Regions from separate parts of the Xenopus laevis genome. Here region 1 is linked to region 2. Evidence: chromatin contacts called from public Hi-C data. All regions are on one chromosome and are shown on one strand. The core of a region is the stretch at or near the end of the contact, and the rest is flanking DNA. Distances in the headings are between cores, read along the strand shown.

What was found. Hi-C and Micro-C count contacts between places; a contact is called where the count stands out from the background.
Region 1: a contact with region 2 is called in a Hi-C map of the XL177 cell line, with 3 times the contacts expected there. The contact joins the promoter of pdlim7.S here to the enhancer-like site in region 2. A contact is called at or near these places in 2 of 4 Hi-C or Micro-C datasets (the XL177 cell line and the XTC cell line).

Annotation. Positions count from the first base shown.
Region 1 is chr3S:101,060,893-101,064,891 of Xenopus_laevis_v10.1, reverse strand. pdlim7.S (PDZ and LIM domain 7 S homeolog) reads right to left here and starts at 2,586. Exons shown (of 9, transcript NM_001087265.1): 1 at 2,542-2,586; 2 at 1,906-2,010. The coding sequence starts at 2,001.
Region 2 is chr3S:101,004,115-101,008,425 of Xenopus_laevis_v10.1, reverse strand. No RefSeq gene overlaps it. Among protein-coding and RNA genes, the nearest start is that of fam193b.S, 42 kb to the right of the region's middle. Within about 2 kb of position 2,450, at least 1 of the 7 cell types and tissues checked has an H3K27ac peak or open chromatin away from gene starts, as enhancers often do.

The DNA.
Region 1 (3,999 bases), core at 1,337-3,836, 56 kb before region 2:
TAAGCAAAATCAACACTGTGAGGAACAAAAGCCGCCCCACCCAGGGAGGAGGGTGTGAAGTGAATGTAAGAGACTACACTTCTTTGCCCCCCAAGCCTTTTAATGAAACTCTATACAATGTGCCTGTACACAACGTACACCAGCTCCCCTCCTCGTTAGAACTCACACTGCCCGTAACTAAGAGCCCAAAGAGCACACAGTCACACCGCTCTCCCCCGTTCAATAGCATCCAGACATTCACCAGATATCTCTCATGGCTAGGCAGTGACTGGAGGGTGTGATAATGGGTGAAAAGTGACATCCCCTTTAATTCACAGCTTTGAAAGGATCAGACACTGCAGTCACAACAAGATTAAACTCATCCACTAGTAACTCATTTCCATTCAGTTCACAAATACAGGTGTACCTATATTTTTTATGCCAGGCTTCTGAGAAAATGGGAAAAAAAAAATCTCAAATTTCAACTCCTTACAAAGTGCAGTAAACAACTTATTTTAATGGCTTTATAGTTTTTTGCAACTGTATTTGTTTAACTCTCTCTGTCCTCTGGGTCCGACACTTAAAACAATGTAGCAGAATCTATAAATCAGCTGGCTTCTCCTACATTGTTGCAGTAGTCAGAACCAGCAGAGCAGAAATAGATAAGCAGATACAGCTTTTAATAGAAATTATATTCATAGAGTGTCTCAGAGATACAATTCCTTTTTCTATATATAAGATCTAGAACCCCTTTTCCAATGTTGGTGTCAGAGCACTGCAGATACACAGCCAACTACCCTCCATGCCATTATGAGTGTGGCAGAATAAGCCAAAAAGCAGAGTAAATAATGCTGTGCTGTGCAATATGTTGGTGCTCTCTATAAATACATGTAAATAATGAAATAAAGTATTATTTTTCAAGTGTAGTAGCCAATATAGGTATGTGTAAGCTGTAGTACTTCCTTTGCTTTTAACTACAGCTTCCAGTATTCCCATGGGAGTTGTAGCATAGTATCAATGAAGTGTCAACATTCCTGCAAGAGGAACTAAATGGCCCTATTCACACTAAGGGCCATATTTACCAAAGTGTGAATAAGGGCAGAGACACGCGCTGCGATTTCATGAGATTAGTCACCCAGTGACAAATCGCTTCTTCTTCGGGCGACTAATCTCCCCAAACTGCCTTCCTGCCAGCTAGAATGTAAATCACCGGCGGGATTAGGGTTTCCACCTTTTCTGGAAAAAAAAATACCGGCCTTCCTATATATTTATCTTTTTTCCATATTAATAACATTGGGGTCAACCATCATTTTTATCGGCCAGGCCGGTAAAATACCGGCCAGGTGGCAACCCTAGGCGGGATGGCACTCGGATTGCTTCAGTTTTCCTCGTGAGGCAACTTCGAAAAAGAAATCCTTCTGAGTGCCATCCCGCGGCGATTTACATTCTAGCCGGCAGGAAGGCAGTTCTGGGAGATTAGTCGCCCAAAGAAGAAGCGATTTGTCGCTGGGCGACTAATTTCCCCAAATAGCAGCGTGTCTCTGTTCTAAAGAGCTGGCCACAGTTTGCAGAGGGGAGTTTTATTACTTGTATAGGATTTTTTTTAATCTTTTTTTTGGAGTTGAAGCGATCATGCAACTGACGTGACGCAAACGAACACCGTTTAAAAACGTCTGCAAAAATATCACACAGCTGAATACCACAGTGATCGCGTGGCACAAGTCACCTAATCCCATTGTTACGCCGATTACACAGGCACCGCACAAATGGCAACTAATACAAAGTATGATGGCTCCAGCATCAGGCAGGTTAATCCTTCATGTCCAATAGGCTGCAGGGAAGTAGGCCGGGTTGCATGGATACAATAGATGCAATTCCTCCAGCTGAGAAGCTTGCCAACCATACACCACGTTGCCAATCACTTACCCGAGAGATGGACAGGGGCATGTTAAAATCCTTGCCTCCTTGCAGTCGGAAGCCCCACGGGGCTGGCCCATCCAGAGTCACCTTGTATTCCTCCATGTCACCAAACTGCGGGCAAGAGAAGGGGTGTAAGTGAGAGAGCTGAAAGAGACCACCCACATACAGAACACTTTAAACCCTGCATTCTTGGTACTAGCAGAGATTTCACCCCTTTAAACCCAGATACAAATGCATTAGGCCAAACAGTAGTCACTTCAGACACAGGCCAGAGGCTGTAATGGTTTCTAAGCAGCCATGTGAAACACAAATGCACTAAACAAACATAATATAAAACTGTATCTATAGCAGAAACATTCCCTAAGGGTGGATCATGCCAATGATATGGCAGATACCCCGGAGAATAGAACTCCTCTGGGGCAGATTTCCAACAGTCTAAGTTGGAGATGATAGGGGATGCTGGGAGTTGTAGTCTAAGAGCTAAATTTAGAATCCCTGGTAAGAAAACCAGTCCCATTAATTTATCCATTAAGTCCATGATGGATATTGTACAGAAAGCGCAACAGGTCCTAGACTTCAGCCCTATCATCCCAAATCCCCGGCCCAATGGATAGCGGCAGAGAGGGGCACAAGGTCACCCACTAGCAGTAGTATCTAGTGCAGCTCCATGCAGTGCAGCGTCTCACCCAGGGCAGCAGCGGCGGCGGCAGTAGTAGTAGCGGGCGGAAGGATCACAGAGGCCAGCAAGTGCTCCGCGGCTCTCAGCCTATATAACGAGTGTAAAATGACACCCGTACCGGGCCGGGGGATACAGGGAAATGAATCACTACTTTGTCTTGGGAGGGACCAGGCTGCACATTCTCAGTTTAAGGGGGAGAGATTAGAGCGCGGGCACATTCCTCACACGGACGCACACAGCGGCTCTTCACGCATTGGCCAATGGGAGTCTGGCACTGGCCTAGGGTTGCTCAGGTCGGCTCAGCCAAAGTCAGCTACAAAATCAGCTACAAAATCATCCCAAAACTAGACAAGAGGCACTTTAAAAGTAGCCCAAAAAAAGCACACTAAGTGGAGTAAAAAAATAGTGTGGGAATAAATATATGGGAAGATATGCCTTTTTCAAATATTTTTCCATGAAGCAAAATGGGACAGATGGGTGTAGGGGCCAGGAGGTATAGGGGCCCATAATAAATAAATATTGGTAAAACAGGTTAACCTCTATCTGGACACTTAGGTGGCCAGCAGATTTTTGCCCCCAAATTGTTTGAAATTGAGAAAAGTCAGTGGAAAATGTGAGAATTCTTAAGAGTAATGGGAGATTGGGGTACAGGGCCCAAAATCTGGTAACTCCCAACTTCTACACTTAGTGCCATAGCATGCTGGGTATTGTAGTCTTTCATTCAACTAGGGTTGCCACACGTCCTTATTTTACTGGTCTAGCCGGTAAAACACCTGCCGAGGCCGGGGCCAGGATTACATATTTACCAGCAATGTAGCTGCCGGTAAATTTGTATAATACACCTAACAAAAGGCCGTGGCCTGCCCCCAGTCTGGTTAAAACGTGCCTTTTCACCGGCTTTGCACAATGTGGCTCCACCCCCTTTGTCAACACAATCCGCCCCATCCAATCACGTGTTGTGGCTCCGCCCCATTTGTCCTCACACCCAACCCTTTGTTCCCGCCCCCTCCACAGGCCGGTGGAAATTTTATTAAAAGGTGGCAAACCTACATTCAACTTCGGCAAATTGTTAAACAAAAACTACATTACCCAACATGCATTGGGAGACACAGGCTTGGCACATTACGGCAAGTAAAAAACTTTGCCTGGTTTCCAAAGTACAAACCAGCCAAATGCCCAAAAGTAGCCCAAATTCGTACCTTGGCTAGTTTGTACTTTCAAAATTTTAAATTAGTAGCCCAATTTGGTTGGAAAACCGCCAACCTGGAAACCCTGCACTGGTCTGTCAGGAGACGGGTCATTCCATAGAATGGAAGGGTGGATGCCTCTCATCTCCCTGGGAGACTTGCCCTGTGGTACAGCGAATGCTGGAAAGGCTGCGTATCTCTTTTAATATTCAAAATGGTATAAGGCAGAAATTG
Region 2 (4,311 bases), core at 1,201-3,700:
GAAAGCACATACAAATCTTCATGCTCTTTCAGGAAAAAGCATCATTTGCTTTAAAAAAAATCACAGCTCTGGACTTTTAATAGTAATGCTTACAACACAGGAAAGCCAAGATTTGGACCAAAGGGTCCTCTGCTGCTTGCAGAGGTTTCATGGAGCAATCGAGTGCAGACAGTGTCGGACTGGCCCACAGGAATACCAGGAAAACTCTCGGTGGGCCCAGGTGTCAGTGGTCCCTCCTACTTCTAAACATTTGGCCTATTTCATGGCCATTCCCTATTTCTATGAGAATAAAGAGGCTAAATAGATGGAATATAGTAAAGAAAAGAGAATAGAGGTTGAGTGAGGAGAGGAAGAAAATAATACTTCGAGTGGGCCCCTGGTCTAAAGGTTTTTGGGTGGGTTTCTGGTCTAAGGGTTTTTGGTGGGCCCCTGGCAGCACTGAGTGCAGAGAGAAAAACTGTGGATTGCTGAGTGATTCTTTCTACAGGAGCTCCATAATATAAAGTCTCTGAATGCTGAAAGTTTGCCCTCATTGGACAAGGTTAAGTGCCTTCATTTCAAAATAATTAACATGACAAAAACCTCCTACAGACTACAGTTCAAAATTCAAATTTAAGAGGATGCCATCACATAATTATTCTTTCAGTATCTACAGAAGTCAGTGCTGTAAATATACAGGTAGAGGATCTATTATCCGTAGACAGGTCTGAATTAAGGGACGGCCATCTACCATAGACTCCACTTCAAGCACTTCCATAGAGTAGCGCTCAGGTGCCACCCAATCCTTTCTTTTTTGATTTGAGCACAGTTGCCCCTATTGATGCAGGGGAATCCTCGAGCAATGACCAAACTCTGAACTAGGTGACAGTTACAGGGTTCTGACAGTCACCATTACATCAGAAGAATAGGGTGCGCATGCTGGAAATGACGCCTCTCAGCCTGGGGACTGCAACATTGCTGGACATAGTCTTTGTTAAAAGATTGTAATTGATACAAGGAAAAAAATCACATGATATAATGGAATAATTCAGCCAATTTGTTGAATGGAAAAATTTACAGCACATCCGACCAAATCTGGCATTCTCACTGAAACAGGAAAGGTTGGGGAAATAATTACGTTCCCACCCTATTAGCAGACTTGGATAACGGACCAATTGCTTTTACAGTTAAGCTGAAACCTTGGGTCAGGTATCCATATATACATATATACAGAGCTAAGGAGAGCATTGACTTTCATTTGCTTAGTGTAGCTGGTTAAAGGGATCCTGTCATGGGAAAACATGTTTTTCAAAAAGCATCAGTTAATAGTGCTTCTCCAGCAGAATTCTGCACTGAAATCCATTTCTCAAAAGAGCAAACTGTTTTTTTTTATATTTAATTTTGAAATCTGACATGGGACTATACATATTGTCAGTTTCCCAACTGCCTCCAGTCATGTGACTTGTGCACTGATAAACTTCAGTCACTCTTCAGGGTAAGGTCACACTGTGAGATTCGAGGAGATTTAGTCGCCCGGTGACTAATCGCCACTTCTTTGGGGCGACTAATCTCCCCGAATTGCTTCCCTGTGTCTTCTGCCTGCTACAATTTAAAAACGCCTGCGGCATGGCACTTGCGGCGCTTCGTTTTCTGAAGCTGCTTGAAGTTGCCTCACAAGGAACTTCGGACGTCTTTGGAAAACGAGCTGCCACGAGTGCCATGCCACAGGTGTTTTATCATTGTAGCAGGCGGAAGACAGGGGGAAGCAGTTCGGGGACATTAGTCACCCCAAAGAAGAGGCGATTAGTCTCCGGGAAGGTAACCAGATAACAGATGCCTGGTAGATACAAGAACAGCACTCAATAGTAAAAATCCAGCTCCCACTGCGACACCTTCAGTTACATTGAGTAGGAGAAACAACAGCCTGCCAGAACACAGTTCCATCCTAAAGTGCTGGCTCTTTCTGAAAGCACATGACCAGGTAAAATGGCTGCCTACACACCAATATTATAACTTAAAAAAAATGACACTTGTTGGTTCATGATTAAAATTTTATATGGTAGAGTGAATTATTTGCAGTGTAAACAGTGTCATTTAGAAATAAAAACTACATCATAAAAATCAAGACAGAATCCCTTTAAATCCTGCTGTATTGGCCGTTCTGCTGTCCCGTGGAACAATGGTGCAGACATAACAAAGAGCATTACGCATGTCTCTGAGCCGTAAGCAAATTCGAAGTGGCAGTTTTGTATTTCTAGCCAATGCTGGAAGTCTTTGTGCACTTGATTACAGAGCCTCTGGCCCTTATCAACTATTTAACTAAGAAGTCAAAGCTGAACCTCGGCCTTGGGGCATATTTATCAAAGAGTAAAAAGCCAGCTTGCCAGAGGAGAACTCTCAAAATCCTACACAAGTCAGCAGAGAGCTGGGGAGTTGTGTTACACAATGTTCTTTCACACTTCAGTTAATATACCCCTCTGTGCTCATAATGCCGCCAGCAGTAAATGTGAGCCTTGTTCCATAACTATAGCTCAGTGCACTGTTATCAGGTGAGCTCAGCAAAAAACATGGATTCTGTCCAGCTGAAATTTCCTAATTTGTGTTTTTTACATTCCCAGACAGATGTATCCATGTTCTGCATGCTGAAAGAACTGGAGATTGTCCAGCTTTGATCATAACTGACTGGAGTTTCCCCCTCTTCTTCTTTATTTTTGCTTATTCAGACATACACAATGATATAAATTCAGCAATGAAAGACACTGGGATTATGAAGGAAAGGACCCCATAGATGATGGTGGTAACTTCCTCCCAAAAATGACTAGTTTGCTTTGTGCTCTCATGTACATCTGCCTGCAATCATCATTCTACTTCAGTCGGGCACAAGGGAAAACATATTCTTGTTTCTTCTCCCTTTCATTGTACTCAAATTATATCCTATAAAGTAAAAAACAGAGATGGACGTAAAACATTAAAGGTTTCTCTGCTTTTTTTTGGCAGCAAAAGGAGGACAGTTGAATGCTTCTGTGGTTTCTAAACACTAACATTCAGCCAACAAGGCTTTGAAACACTCTTCCCATAATGGAAAAACAAGGCTGTGGCTGATCTCTACAGGCCATTGAACTATACTGACCACATCCAGCCATTATTGGCTCATGCTGGGGATGTTCTGGGCTACATAAATAAAATTGCTGTGAGTTACATCAGGAGTGGGCACTGGATGTGACCTACAGATTTTGAGCTACATTTCTCAGTATGGCACCAAGATTTAGATGGCTGCAGGTTACTCCTCACTAAGAACTGTTCCTAATTAATGCTATGTGACGACTGTATCCTGGGCCGCCACCAGGGGGGCACAGGGGGTTCTGTTGTACTGGGCCAGGCCTAAACAGAAGGCCCCCCTGACAGCTACGAAGGCACGTCGAACCAAAGAAGTCCTGAAGTCCAGAACAGCCAAAGTCCCAAACCAGCGAAGTCCCAAAGATCCGAAGTGTCGAAGTCTTGAAGAGCCAAAGTCCCAAAGCCGCAAAAAGACCTAAAGCCACGAAAGGATTCGAAGTTGAAGTCCTGAATCCCACAAGTTCAGTTCTACTGAACACCAATGTGGTTTTTTTTTATGAATTCCCTAGCAACCAATGTATATACTCTATAGGCCCCTCCCACCAATGTCTTTTAACATGTAAGGGGGGCCCTGGTTCCAATGGTTTTTTTTAACTTATAGGGTGAACTTGGTAGGGTTGCCACCTGTCCTGTTTTGACCCGGACACCCGGTATTATGAAGGACTGCCCAAGTCAAAACTTCCTATCCGGTTTTCCAGATAAGGAAAACCAGGCAGGATTCCCCATGATTGATCGGCCAATTGCCCAAGTCATAGCCCTGCCCCTCTATGGCACATCATGCCCCTCTGCGGCACATCATGCCCCTCTGCATCATGGCCCCACCCCCTCTGTATCACGGCTGCCCCCTGCCCGGTCTTCACTGGGGGAAAAGGTGGCAACCCTAGGACCTGGTAACCAATATTTTTTTTTTTACTTGTAGGGGGGCCCTGACCACCATTGTTTTCTTAAAAAAACTTTTATGGGGGGCACAAAGTTTTTTTTTAAACTTATAACTGGGCCCTGACCATCAATGGCTTTGCGTATAACTTGTGTGGGGGGGTTGCAGTTTTTAGTGGTGATGTCTGTGTTGTCTTTTAACTGGTGTGGGTGGGTGGGGACCAGAAAATTTTGTTGTACGGGGCCCCATGCTTTCTAATGGCGGCCCTGACTGTATCCAAGGTTTACTAAAACTGGAGCCAACTCTATGGGAGGGACTCCACGATGCGGCTGGAGCCG